3 separate regions of the Sus scrofa genome follow, and all the other regions are linked to region 3. The links are chromatin contacts, called in public HiChIP or PLAC-seq maps. All regions are on one chromosome and are shown on one strand. The core of a region is the stretch at or near the end of the contact, and the rest is flanking DNA. Distances in the headings are between cores, read along the strand shown. Region 1 has its middle 22 kb from the start of SLC9A1. Region 2 overlaps WDTC1 (WD and tetratricopeptide repeats 1). Region 3 overlaps SLC9A1 (solute carrier family 9 member A1).

The links. HiChIP or PLAC-seq counts read pairs in DNA pulled down with a chosen protein or histone mark.
Region 1: an H3K27ac HiChIP or PLAC-seq map of alveolar macrophages shows a contact between it and region 3. The contact joins two enhancer-like sites. A contact is called at or near these places in 10 of 47 Hi-C or Micro-C datasets (blood, embryonic fibroblasts, heart right ventricle and 3 more) and 1 of 2 datasets of contacts at active chromatin or transcription factors (alveolar macrophages).
Region 2: a contact with region 3 is called in an H3K27ac HiChIP or PLAC-seq map of alveolar macrophages. The contact joins two enhancer-like sites. A contact is called at or near these places in 4 of 47 Hi-C or Micro-C datasets (embryonic fibroblasts, liver, retroperitoneal adipose tissue and 1 more) and 1 of 2 datasets of contacts at active chromatin or transcription factors (alveolar macrophages).

What each region holds. Positions count from the first base shown.
Region 1 is chr6:84,446,840-84,450,956 of Sscrofa11.1, forward strand. No RefSeq gene overlaps it. Among named protein-coding and RNA genes, the nearest start is that of SLC9A1, 22 kb to the left of the region's middle. Within about 2 kb of position 2,457, at least 16 of the 83 cell types and tissues checked have an H3K27ac peak or open chromatin away from gene starts, as enhancers often do. A contact at or near this core is called in alveolar macrophages, where this site is marked.
Region 2 is chr6:84,496,429-84,500,911 of Sscrofa11.1, forward strand. All of the region lies in intron 2 of WDTC1 (WD and tetratricopeptide repeats 1), which reads left to right. Among named protein-coding and RNA genes, the nearest start is that of WDTC1, 14 kb to the left of the region's middle. Within about 2 kb of position 1,448, at least 4 of the 83 cell types and tissues checked have an H3K27ac peak or open chromatin away from gene starts, as enhancers often do. A contact at or near this core is called in alveolar macrophages, where this site is marked.
Region 3 is chr6:84,375,577-84,380,216 of Sscrofa11.1, forward strand. It overlaps SLC9A1 (solute carrier family 9 member A1), which reads right to left. Exons shown (of 12, transcript NM_001007103.1): 6 at 2,852-2,941; 7 at 2,311-2,381; 8 at 2,018-2,191; 9 at 1,643-1,757; 10 at 1,430-1,531. Among named protein-coding and RNA genes, the nearest start is that of SLC9A1, 49 kb to the right of the region's middle. Within about 2 kb of position 2,530, at least 7 of the 83 cell types and tissues checked have an H3K27ac peak or open chromatin away from gene starts, as enhancers often do. A contact at or near this core is called in alveolar macrophages, where this site is marked.

The DNA of each region.
Region 1 (4,117 bases), core at 1,207-3,706, 71 kb after region 3:
CGACCCCTAGCCCGGGAACCTCCATATGCCGGGGGAGCGGGCCTAGAAATGGCAAAAAAAAAAAAAAAGAATTCTAAATAATTTATGTAGATGCTTCTGCTGTTCGGGAGTTGGAAATTAATCCCATTCCCCATCCCTTGAGTGTGAGCTGAATTTAGTGACTTGCTAAAGAATGGAATGTGGAGGAGTTCCCTGGTATATCAGTGGGTTAAGGATCTGGTGTTGTCATTGCTGTTGCATGGGTTTTACCCGTGGCTCTGAAACTTCTGCATGCCAAGAATGAGGCAAAAAGAAAGAAAAAGAAAAAAGATAAAAGAAAAAGGTGGAGGAGGTCCTGTTGTGGTTCAGCCGTAAAGAACCCAACTAATATCCATGAAGATGTGGGTTCAATCCCTGGCCTTGCTCCGTGGGTTATGGATCTGGCCTTGCTGTGAGCTGTGGTAAAGGCCAATAGCTACAGCTCAGATTTGACCCCTAGCCTGGGAACTTACATATGCCATGAGTGACGCCCTAAAAAGACAAAAAAAGAAAAGACAGGTGGAAGCGGGGGGTAGTTGGGGAGCGGGGATGGGTAGAGTGGGTTTACAGTGGAGACTCTGGCAAATATCACCAAGTGATGGGGGTTAGAGTATCACCAGTAAGTCATGTGGGCAGCATGTGACCTCTAATGGGATGTGATGAGGAGGGCACTTCATCTCTGTGCTATTCTTCCCCTAAACCCATAACCTCAGTCTAGTCCTGAGGAAAACCTCAAGGAAATCCAAATTGAAGGACATTTTGCAAAATACCTAACCAATATTCTTCAAGGTCATAGGAACAAGGGAAGACTGAGAAGTTGTCACAGACCAGAGGAGACTGAGGAAACATGAGGACTAAATGCAATGTGGTATCCTGGATGGGGTCCCTGAACAGAAAAAGAACATTAGTGAAATCTAATTAAAGTTGAATTGGAGCTCCTGCTCTGGCGCAGTGGGTTAGGAATCCTATTGCAGTGGCTCAGATCACTGTGGAGTCACAGGTTTGACCCCCATCTGGTGCAGTGGGTAAAAGGATTCAGCATTGCTGCCACAGCTGCTTAGGTGGCAGCTGTGACCTGTATTTAATCGCTGGTCCAGGAGCTTCCATACGCTGTGAGTGCAGCCATAAAATAATAATAAATAAATAAATAAATAAAGTCTGGTATTTAACTAATGATAATATGTATGTATACCGATGTTGAGGCGTTTTTTTTTTTTAAGGGTTGCAACTGAAGCACATGGATGTTCCCAGGTTAGGGGTTGAATTGCAGCTACAGCTGCCTACCTATGCCACAGCCACAGCAATGCCAGATCTGAGCCTCATCTGCAACCTACACCACAGCTCACAGCAATGCTGTATCCTTAACCCACTGAGCGAGGCCAGGGATTGAATCTATGTCCTCATAGATGTTAGTCAGATTTGTCTCCACTGAGCCACAACGGGCACTCCTTAATTTTGACAAATGCACCTTGGTAATATGCTACTATTAGGAGAAAGTGGATGAGGGGTATATAGGGGAACACTTTTGACTATCTGCACATTTTCTGTAAATCTAAAATTATTCCAAAGAAAAAGTTTAATTAAAAAACTTATCACAGGGAGTTCCCGTCGTGGCTTGGCGGAAACGAATCTGATAGCATCCATGAGGACGCAGGTTCCATCCCTGGCCTCTCTCAGTGGGTTAAGGATGTAGCATTGCCATGAGCTGTGGTGTAGGTCACAGACTAGCCTCGGATCCTGAGTGGCTGTGGTGTAGGCCAGCAGCTACAGCTCAGATTGTACCCCTAGCCTGAGAACTTCCATATGCCGTAGGTGTGGCCCTAAAAAGATAAATAAATAAACAAAATATGAAAAAAATAAAAAAAAAAATTCCTGGCCCTGGATCCTATTGTTTGCTAGAGAAAGGCATCAAAAAAAAAAAAAAAAAAAAAAAAAAGCAGAGACCTCTGATAAGGCTGCATTGCAGGGAGCGTGGGTAAAGGGTAGGGGAGTAGCAGGCCCAGCTGATACTATAGGTTGGATCAGTGTTAAGCCTTTGGGACTTTATCCCATGGCAGTGGGGAACCAATGAAGGGTACCGAGCAAGGGTGTGGCTGATTACACAGTGACTCAGCCAAGGTCACACACCTCAGCTTCCCCAGGCCCCTTTCTACCCTCCCCTACCGGAGATCCTCTTCCTTCCACGTGCTCTTTATTCTTTGCCTGCAGGGCCCAAGCTCTGGCAGGAATCTAAGCCACTAGCTGCTCATCACCCCAGCCCACCCTCCACCTCCACCCTATCCTGGTTCAGTGGTCTTGAGAGGCTCAGCAGCCGCCACACCTGGTAAGGGCTAGAGTCACCTTTCAACCCACCCAGCGTGAGACCCCTGAGGAGGAGGAGCAGGGTGGAGCCTAAGGTAAAAATCCCACAAGTTCTAGGTGGAGTCATTTCCACCACGCCCTCTCTGCTCTCTCTTCTCTTTCCTCTCTCCTCCCAAAGTGAAATGAAACCAGTTCATCTGTGGGGGAGGGAGCTCGCCAGCAGTAGAAGAAGGAACTTTAAGACAGAACCTTGTGCCACCAGGAAAATTGTCCAGTATCAGTCTTTCATTGAAAGCCTGCTTGGAAACACAAGGATGTCCAGGTCAGAAGCTGGGGGGAAGAAAACGGGAGAGAAACAGTATCAGTGCACAGTCTGCCCTCCGAATCTGCAGATTCAACCAATTGCAAATCAAAAAAATATTCACAACAAGAAAATTCCAGAAAGTTCTAAAAAGCAAATTTAAATTTGTTGAGCACTCGCAGTGATTTGCATTGTATTTTGAAGTATTTACATGGTTTTTACATTATATTAGGTATCATAAGTAACCTAGAGATGATTTAAAGTGTACAAGAGGGTATGGATAGGTTATATGCAAATACTATGCATTTTATAGGTATAAGGGACGTAAGCAGCTGTGGATTTTAGTATTGGCAGGAGGTCCTGGAACTAATCCTCTGCAGATACCGAGGGATGACTGTACATTTTTCCTGTCCTTTATTGTAGCAATGAGAGTTCAATGCTAGAATTTATCAGATTTCAAACTTCAATTAAGCCAATTTTCTCCATCCATATCTTTTATTCCTCCATGGAAAAAAGAAAACAAAAGGCTAATCTGTTCTAGGCACTCCGAATAATTTCATTTGGTCCTCACAGCAACTCTATGAGAAGGCCGAGGCTCAGAGAAGGTAAGTGGCACGTCCAAGGTTATGCAGCTGATAGGTGGCATGGCTGGGAGAGAGCAAAACCACTTCGAGTCTTGGGCTTGGAAATGATCTTGGGGAATTTTACCTTACAGGGAAGAGGGAATGGTTTTAGAGTAAAATCCAAATTGCTTTCAGGGTGTCTAGCCCCCCTTTTCTTTTTCTTTCTTTTTTTTCTTTCTTTTTATGGCCACACCTGCATATACGGAAGTTCCCAGGCTAGGGGTCAGATTGGAGCTGGAATTGCTGGCCTGTGCCACAGCCACAGCTACACAGGATCTGACCTGAATATGTGACTGCGGCAACGCCAAACCCTGAACCCACTGAAGGAGGCCAGGGATCAAACACTGCCGGGGATCCAACCCGCATCCTCAGGGACACTTACGTCGCGTTCTTAATCCTCTGAGCCACAATGGGAACTCCTAGCTGCCACTTCTGACCTCATACCTATGATTTCTGGAGTGGCCACAGTGTGTAGAGGACCTCTCACCTCAAGGCCTTGCCCTTCTTTCTGCCCAGAAGGGTCTCCCTCCATGTCCTTCTCTCTCTGCATTCAAGTCTATGTCTAAAAATGAGAGAAACTTTCTTTGATCACCCCATGCAAATGGCAGCCTCTATAGCTCACACCCCCTTACTTGTGATCATCTGTCTTTTTTTTTTTTTTTTTCTCTCCTTTCTCGAGGCTTATGGAGGCTAGGCGTCAAATCGGAGCTGTAGCTACTAGCCTAGGCCACAGTCACAGCAACGTAGGATCTGAGCCTCATCTGTTACCTAGACCACAGCTCATGGCCACACCAGATCTTTAACCCACTGAGTGAGGCCAGGGATCAAACCTGCGTCCTCAAGGATATTAGTCAGATTGGTTAACTGCTGAGCT
Region 2 (4,483 bases), core at 198-2,697, 120 kb after region 3:
TTAACAGAATTGCCGTTCATGGAGTTTGTACCAATTTATACTCTTAGCTATCACACTTCTTCACTCTTAAACATAATATTCAATAAACATTTTTCTCCTCATCCCCAACTTCTCCCCCATGTGTCCATCATTATTCTGAGAAATTTCACAAATGAGTGAAACATGATGGGCTGGAGAGATCCCACCTTGGCTTTCTAAGAGAAGCGTAGTCTAAGCTGATACCTGAAAGGTGGGTGTGAGGAGCTAGCTGGATTTGGAGGAGACAGGGAGAGAAAAAGCTCTAGATTAGAGGAACAGCGTATGAATGATGCATGAGAGAGTAGAAAGTACTCAGTTCAAGAGAACCGATGGTCACAGAACACAAGTGGAAGACAGTCACAGGATACGGGGTGAGGTTGATGAGGTGAGTGCAGGTGGGATGTTCCTATGAAGGATGCTGTAAGCTATGTTGAAGACTGTCCATTTTGTCCTAAGGGCAGTGGAGAGCCCCTCAGTGATCTTTACCATGGAGCAATATGATCAGACTTAAGTTGGTTTATTTTTTTTTTAATTAATCTTGGCTTCAAAACGAAGATTGCAGGTTTAAACTGGGAACAGCCAGACCACTTAAGAGCTAGTGGCAGTGATTCAAGAAGAGGAGATGGTAGGTTACCTGAACCTAGATAATGAATTTTTTTTTTTTTTTTTTTTTTTTTTTTTAGGGCCGCACCCCATGGTGTATGGAGGTTCCCAGGCTAGGGGGTCCAATTGGAACTGTAGCTGCTGGCCTACATCAGAGCTGCAGCAATGCAGGATCTGAGCCATGTCTGCGACCTACACCACAGCTCAAAGCAACACCAGATCCTTAACCCACTGAGTGAGGCCAGGGATCAAACCCTCAACCTCATGGTTCCTAGTCAGATTCATTTCTGCTGCGCCACGTTGGGAGCTCCTAGGTAATGATAATTTGGATGATGAGAAGTCAGAGAATTTTAAAGACATTAAGGAGGTAGGATTAATAGAATGACTGAATGTGAAAAGTTAGGAAAAGAGAGGAGTCAAGGATGAAAGTTAAGTTTCTGGTTGGCGGGTAAATTCACTGAGTGAGGGAGCAGTGGAAAAAGGACTCAGTTTGAGGGAAAAGATGATGAGCTTGGTTATGAATGTTCAGGAGCTACAGCCCATGTGTTATCTAGTGCTTTTGAGATAGGTAGTTTGAATACTTGGTCTGAGCTGAGGTACACATTGGAGATGTTGATTTGGGAGCAGTGAGCAGCATTAGATTGGGACAATGATAACGAGCTGTGATTGTCTTTGAGAAGTGTGTATAGAGTAGGAAGAAAGCCTAGGATAGAGCCATAACGAAAACCAATATAAGGGCCAGTTGGACAAAGAGTATGCAAATACTATCAGAAAAGAGCAACCAGAGGAGCAGGAAGGAAAACAGAAAGGGGATGTCACAGAACCCAGAGTAGGATTTCATTGAGGAAGGAGTGGTCAGCACTATCGTATACTGCCAGGGACCAAGTAAAGTAAGGACTGAGAAGTGCCCATTAATTTAGGGCAAGGAAGCCACAGTGGTGACCACCTTGGCAAAGGTCATTTTTGTGGTATAGCTGGAAGTGGGTTGAGGAATTATTGGGAAGTGAGGAGGTAAAAATATCAAGTAGAGACTATCCTTTCAGTATGGCTGTGAAGGGGAAGAGAAATGAAAGGCCTGGGCTAGATGTAGATTTGGCATCAAGGGAGGACTTTTTAGAGAAATTTGAGTATGTTTAATCCCAAGGGGAAAGAATCAGTAGGGAAAGGGAAAGGTGAAGATGTAGGAAAGCTAGAAGAACATCAGGTCTTGGGGTTTTGTCAGGTAAATATTGTATAAGAGAACCACTGTAGTAATGAATCATGGATTCCTAGGGGGATGAGGTAGAGAGCATGTAAGGAGAGAACAGAGTGACTGACCAGACTTGGAGGACTTGCTAAGGATGAGAAGTCACAGAGGAATGCCGTATGCTCGCTCTCTCTCTCTCTCTCTCTCTCTCTCTCTCTCTCTCTCGCTCTCTCTCTCTCTCTCTCTCTCTCTTTTTTTTTTGTCTTTTTGGTATTTCTTGGGCCACTCCTGCGGCATATGGAGGTTCCCAGGCTAGGGGTGGAATTGGAGCTGTAGCTGCCGGCCTACGCCAGAGCCACAGCAATGCAGGATCCGAGCTGCGTCTGCGACCTACACCACAGCTCACGGCAACACCAGATCGTTAACCCACTGAGCAAGGGCAGGGATCGAACCCGCAACCTCATGGTTCCTAGTCCGATTCGTTACCACTGCGCCACGACGGGAACTCCCGTATGCTCTCTTTATACTTATTAATATATCTTGGAAATCACTCAGATCAGTTCATAGTGTTTTTTTTCACAGCTGCATAATACTCTAGTGTATAGATAAACCAAGATTTATTCAATGAATTTCCCCATGTATGGGCTCTTAGTGTTGTTTCTAATAGTTTATAATTATAATATCATAATGAATAACCTTGGGCATATTTTTTTTTTTATTGCTGGAGATGAATCTTCAGGGTAAAAGCCTAGAAGTGAAAGTGCTGACCAAAGGGTAAATGCAGTTTTGTTAGATATTGCCAAATTTCCCTCTGAGAAGTTGCACCCTTTTGCCTTCCTGGTAGTGATGCATGACAGTGCCTGTTTCTCCACAACTCACCAACAGACCGTGTGGTTAAGATTTTGAATTTTTTACCATTCTGATAGATGAAAAATGGTATCTCAATATCCTTTTAAGTTACATTTCTCGTATGAATGAAATCGAATATCCATATATTTAAGGGCTATTTTAATATAATATTGCCAAAGGAGGGATAATTGGAATTTATATATGTACCTACATGTTTTTGCAAATTAAGCATAGAATGGATAAGCAGAAACTAATGAAGAGAATAAACCTTTAGGGGATAGAAAGCATAGGGTGGAGGGGTAGAGAAAAGGGAATAGCTCTTCTGAATCTTTTTGTAGAGTTTTTACTTTTATAACCACATTGAGGTAAAATTAAGTCAGCAAAGTTGGGAAGGGGTAATTTCAAGTAAATTTTCTTTCTTTTTTTTTAGGGCCACACCCTCTGCATAGGGAGGTTCCCACGCTAGGGGGGTCGAATCGGAGCCACAGCCACAGCAACACAAGATCTAAGCTGTGTCTGTGACCTACACCACAGCTCATGGAAATGCCAGATCCTTAACCCACTGAGCGAGGTCAGTGATCGAACCCGCATCCTCATGGATCCTAGTTGGGTTCGTTAACCTCTGAGCTACAAAGAGAACTCCTAACTCAAGTAATTTGTGAACATGGTACTCACTGTATATTCTAAGGACAAATACACTAAAGAAATCTTGATTGAGTTCTAGTTAGTAGATTTGTCATTTGTAGTGGTATTGTAGCAATTCTGTTAACTATTTTATGTGTATTGTAGAATTGATCAAATGAGTAAATATATCAGTGTTGTTGGGATAAAATATCAATGTTAATATATAATAAATATATTTACAATATTGATATGATATATCAATGTTATTTTCACACAGTGAGAAGGGAAATTCAAATATGGAATAGGGAAAGGCAAAGAAGAACTCTGAGGTACTAGACCGGAATCAGTATCAGTATAAACTCATGGTTTTAAAATATGTTTGGTGTGGTTTTTTTGTTTTTTGGTTTATTTTTGTCTTTTTAGGGCTGTGCCCGTGGCATATGAAGGTTCCCAGGCTAGGGTCTAATCGGAGCTGTAGCCACCAGCCTCCGCCAGAGCCACAGCAACTCGGGATCCAAGCCATGTCTGCGACCTACACCACAGCTCACGGCAATGCCGGATCCCCAGCCCACGGAGCAAGGCCAGGGATGGAACCCGCAACCTCATGGTTCCTAGTTGGATTCGTTTCCACTGCGCCACAATGGGAACTCCAGTATTTTTTAATATAAATATATATGTTATTTCCAACTCTGTCTTCTGAAATGGTCCAGAAGCGGTGCTCCCTCAATAACTATGTGTTACTATTTTCCAAATACCATTCCTCACTAAAAGGAACCAGAGGTCTTGGAGGAATAATTGACCTAGGTCTGAGACATACACAATGAGTATGTCTGAGTATACACAATGAGCTTACAGCATCTTATGGCAGAAAATCAACAGAAAGTAAAGAATTAAAAACGATAGGGGAGTTCCCATTGTGGCGCAGCGGAAACAAATCCAGCTAGGAACCATGAGGTTGCTGGTTCGATCCTTGGCCTCGCTCAGTGGGTTAAGGATCTGGCGTTGCTGTGGCTGTGGTGTAGGCTGGCAGCTACAGCTCCGATTAGACCCCTAGCCTGGGAGCCTGGGAATCTCCATATGCCGCGAGTATGGCCCTCAAAAGACAAAAAAAAAAAAAAAAAAAAAAAAAAAAAATGACGGGGACATATCATAAGGATATAGAAGCCAACTCTCAGGGCATGCTACTGGCCAAATGTGTGGCAA
Region 3 (4,640 bases), core at 1,280-3,779:
GCCTCACTCAGTGGGTTAAGGATCTGGTGTTGCCATGAGCTGTGGTGTAGGCTATAGACGCAGCTCGGATCTGGCGTTGCTGTGACTCTGGCGAAGGCTGGTGGCTACAGCTCCGACTCGACCCCTAGCCTGGGAACCTCCATGTGCCGCAGGTGCCACCCTAGAAAAGACAAAACTACAAAAAAAAAAAAAAAGAAAGAAAAAGAAAAAAGAAGGAAAACACATGTCCCTGTTGCTTAATGGTTACAGAACTTTTGTTTGGAGTAATGAAAATGTTTTGGAAATTGATGACGGTGATAGTTGCACAATATTGTGAAGGTACCAAATGCCTCTGATTGTTCAATTTAAAATGGTTCATTATGTTATGTGAAATTCACCTCCACTCTTTTTTTTAATGATTAGACCCCTAGTCTGGGAAGCTCCATATGCCATGGGTATGGCCCTAAAAAGACCAAAAAAAAAAAAGGTGAACTCAGCGTCTTGTCTTCCTTCAAAACCTGTTCCTTCCTCGTGTCCTCTACCTCGGCCACCACTCCCGACCACCCCAATCAAAGGCTAGAGACGCCTGACTCCTTTTCCTCTTCCCCTTCAGCCCCACCTCAAACTGGGGACCAAGCCCTGCTACTTCTTCCTCCTCAATGTCCCTTGAATCTACCGTTCTTTTCCACTACCCCCCATCCCCACCCCCACCCCCACCATAATCTGGGCCACCCCCACCCCTTCGCATGTCACTCCACTGCTGAGAACCCTTCGTGACTCCATGCCCTTGGAATAAAGCCCAAACCCTTAGGCCATTAACAAGCTTCCTTGAAAGCTGAGCCCCCTGTCTGTGGTCAGGAACTTGTGCTCAGCTTCCTCCTTTTGCCTGGCCCTTCCTCTGCCCACACTCCCTCCCCGGTGGCTTATTCCTAGGCCTGCCCTGACCACTTCCTTGCTCAAGGTGCTCAGGGCCCCTTGCACTTCCTGTCCTGCACCAGAAGCTCTGCAAGGGGGGACTGGGCCGATTCACCACTGGATTCAGAGGCTGCCCTGCTGCTCGGCACTTAGGAACTGCTCCCCAAATGTTTCCTGAACAAATGAATGAATGCATGTGTGCCTGGCTTTGTAAGATTTTGGGCAAGTCCCTTTCCCCTTGGGCCTCAGTCTTCTCCCTGGAGAACAGAAGGGTCAGAGCACATGGGTAGACTCTTCTAGCTCAGATGCCTCAGGATACGGCGGGGGTGGGAGCTCTTCCATACTGAGCAGGGAGCGGGTAGGGAAGGCAGCTTTCTGAAACCTGTCCTGGGGCTCAGCTTTCAAAACAAGTGGAGGGGCCCCCAAGATCAGATCGGAGTGGCTGTCTCCAAAAGGGCTTGGTGGGGGGGGTGCAGGGAGAGGAAGGGCCCAGGTTCCTGGAGAAAGGCAGGAGCAGCTCCAGTGCCGGACATACCTTCTGCTCTAGTTGCCGGGCCTTCTGTCTCCGGAGCAGCATCTGGTTCCAGGCCTCCTCGTAGGGGTCTGCCACCAGCGTGTGTCTGTTGTAGGAACGTAGCTGGGGGAGGAACAGCTGTCAGGCAGGGCAGGTTCTGGGCATGTGTGGGGTGGGGCTGGAGCAGAGTGGGGGTGCGGAGGGGCTCCTCTGCTGTGGGGGGAGGGCCCTCACCCGCTGCCTGGTCTTCTGCAAGTTGTTCCTCAGGATCTTGCGGATCTCCTCTTCCTTGTCCTTGGACAGTGCTGGCAGGATGCGCTCGGTAGGCAGGGTCTTGGGGTGGATGTTCCTGGGATAACGGAGCAGAGATTAGGGCCCCAGGAAAATTCCTGGGACCCTGGAGCCTGCTGAGCTGGGCCAGAAGGGTTCCCCAGGGATGGCCCGGGAGGGTGGGCCAAGCCTCAGGTCCTCAGTGTGGCCCTGCAGCTCTCCCACCTGCCCGCTCTGGGAGGATGACAGAGGGGCCTGGCTCACTGCCCCCACCCCCGGTGGGCATCGAGGGGTCCGTGTGTAGCTGCAGACGCTGACAGGTTGGCCACTGGCACTCACTGCATCGACACGGTGGAGACGGCCGAAGGGATCTTGCCCATGCCCCCACTTTCCACCAGCTCGATAGCCTGCTTCATCTCCATCTTGTGGTAGAAAGCGATGAGCTGGGGCTCCTTGGAGCGCTCGCCAGCTATCAGACACTTCTTCACGTACTTCTTATTAAACCGGTTGAGCCTGGTGGGAAGAGAGGGGAGATGGATGGAGCCAGCTCTGAGAGGTAGAGAGACACCCAGGCCCTGGGAGACCCTTACCTGCCCCTCCCTGCCCTCCTGCCCACCAGGCCTGCCACCTACTTGTCCTTCCAGTGGTGGTGGCCATAGTGGCCACAGATGTCCTCGATGCCTGTCAGAAGGTGGTCCAGGAACTGAAACGGGCCCAGGGCCAGGTCAAGCCTCACCACCAGGCTCCTCCCCTACCGAGACTTGAGAAAGGGCCCCCCACCTTCCACCCTAGCGCAGTTGGCTCAGCCCAGCCCTGTAGTTCCAGGAGCAGCCAGGAGGTGGCGCCTAGACCTCACTCACGCTAAACCCTAGTGGCATCTCAAACCTTCTGCCAATGGGGCCTGACTGAGCCCCCCTTCTCTGAACTCACTGGTGCCCGATGCCTGGGAGAGGGTCTTGAAGAGGCAGAGATGGCATGACACCCCCACCTCAGGGTCTAGGCTGCTCACATCCCACCTCCCTGTGGTGTGACCTGGTGACTTCAGGAGGTTGAAAGACCACCCCAGCACTGGGATACTGGGATGAGGGAGGAGGGGCTGAGTGAGGGCAAGGACTCCAGGCCTAGCTGCTCCCTCCACCCTCCGCTCCCTGAGCCTCCCCTGCCTCCCAGTACCTGCGTGTGGATCTCCTCATTGATGGAGCGCTTCGTTTCTTGCTTTTTCTTTACAGCCAGCAGGTCTACCAGAGGCCGAATAGTCATGCCCTGGGGGCGGGGGTGGGGGTAGCATGTGAGTGTCAGGCACTCCAGTTTTGCTACTCTGGCAGGGAGACCTCAGAGCTCGCCCCCCTCCACCCCCACCCCGGGCACCACCACCAACCACCAGGGTCTCTGAGCCCGGGAGGCCCTCTACTCTGAGGTCCCCAATCTCCCAACCCCCAAGCCTGAATTTATATAAATGCAGGTCCTCAAGGCCTGCTTCTTCCCAAAGACACAGCCAGAGGTTTCTGAGCCCATCCAGCCGAGTGACTCACACGCAGGTGGGCCAGGGGTCAGAGGGCCTGGGTTCAAGTGGAGCTCCACCACAGATGTGTTCTGGAACCCCAGGGAAGTCAGGCCTGGCTAAAGGGAGGTCCCTCTCTGCTCTGCCCTCCTCACAGGACTGCGAAGGAGGAGGATCTAGTAAGAGCAGCAGCAGCTACTTGAACCACACACTTCCACGTGCCAGAGCCAGTTCTGTTCAGTATCCACGATGACCCTAACGGTAGGTCCCTTCATTGTTCCCATTTGACGGATGAAGAAGCTGAGACACTGACAGGTTAAGAACTTTCTAAGGTCTCACAGAAGTGGTAAAACTGGCTTCAAACCCAGGCAGGGAGGCCCCTATCTCAGTGCTGCCTTCATTAAAAATAGGCTTGGTAAACCACTAGCATATGTGACTTCAAAGTCAAGGTGATAAAATGCTTTTGAAGAGGGAAGCATTTTATCATCTTGATGAAAGAGGCAGCCCCCTTTCCTCTTAAAGGACAGAAAATAAGTCCAGTCCCAGGAGGTTCTCTTTACATTGTTTCTCCCAAGAAGGCAGTGCTGCTTCCCATCTAGGGCTTGGCAGGATTCGAGTCCAGGAAAGAGGGAGGGGATGAAAGAGAAACAGAGGCCCAGGCTGAGTGTTTCTCACTTGCCTGAGGTCACAGGTCAGGTCAGGAGGAGCAACTTATATCATCCCAGACTGGGCTTCCTTGGGGACTTTGAAGGACCTGGGGTGGGGTCTCAGCTAAGCCTGTTTTTTTTTTCTTTTTTTGTCTTTTGTCTTTTTAGGGCCACACCTGCAGCATATGAAGGTTCCCAGGCCAGGGGTCGAATCGGAGCTGTAGCTGCCAGCCTACACCACAGCCAGAGCAATGCATGATCCAAGCTGCATCTGTGACCTACACCACAGCTCACAGCAAAGCCGGATCCTTAACCCACTGAAAGAGGCCAGGGATCGAACCTGCATCCTCAGGGTCACTAGTCAGGTTTGTTAACCACTGAGCCACAATGGGAACTCCAAGCCTGGCTTATTTAAATGCACAGAAATCATGACCAGCGGGCTGGAGGGATTCTTCAGGATGGTCCAGCCCAGTCCCCTCAGTTCACAGATGGGGATCTGAGGCCCAGAGACAGGAGGAGAGTCAAACTGACAGCAACAGAGCTCCGGCGACTCTAGACCTCCTGCTGCCCAACTCAGGGACCTTTCCAGTTCCCTGTGTTGCGCTCTTGTTCCCATTTTAAAGATGTAGAAACTGAGATCCTAAGCTATTAAATCACTTCCCTAAAGTCCTACAATGAGCACTGTGGGCCAGCTGACTGGACCCATTTCTCCTGATGCTGTCTGGGTTCAAGCGAAGTTATGTAGCCTCCTGACTACTTTACATTCTGACTGGTCACCTCCCAGGGACTCATGATCACAACTCGCCCTTCACAA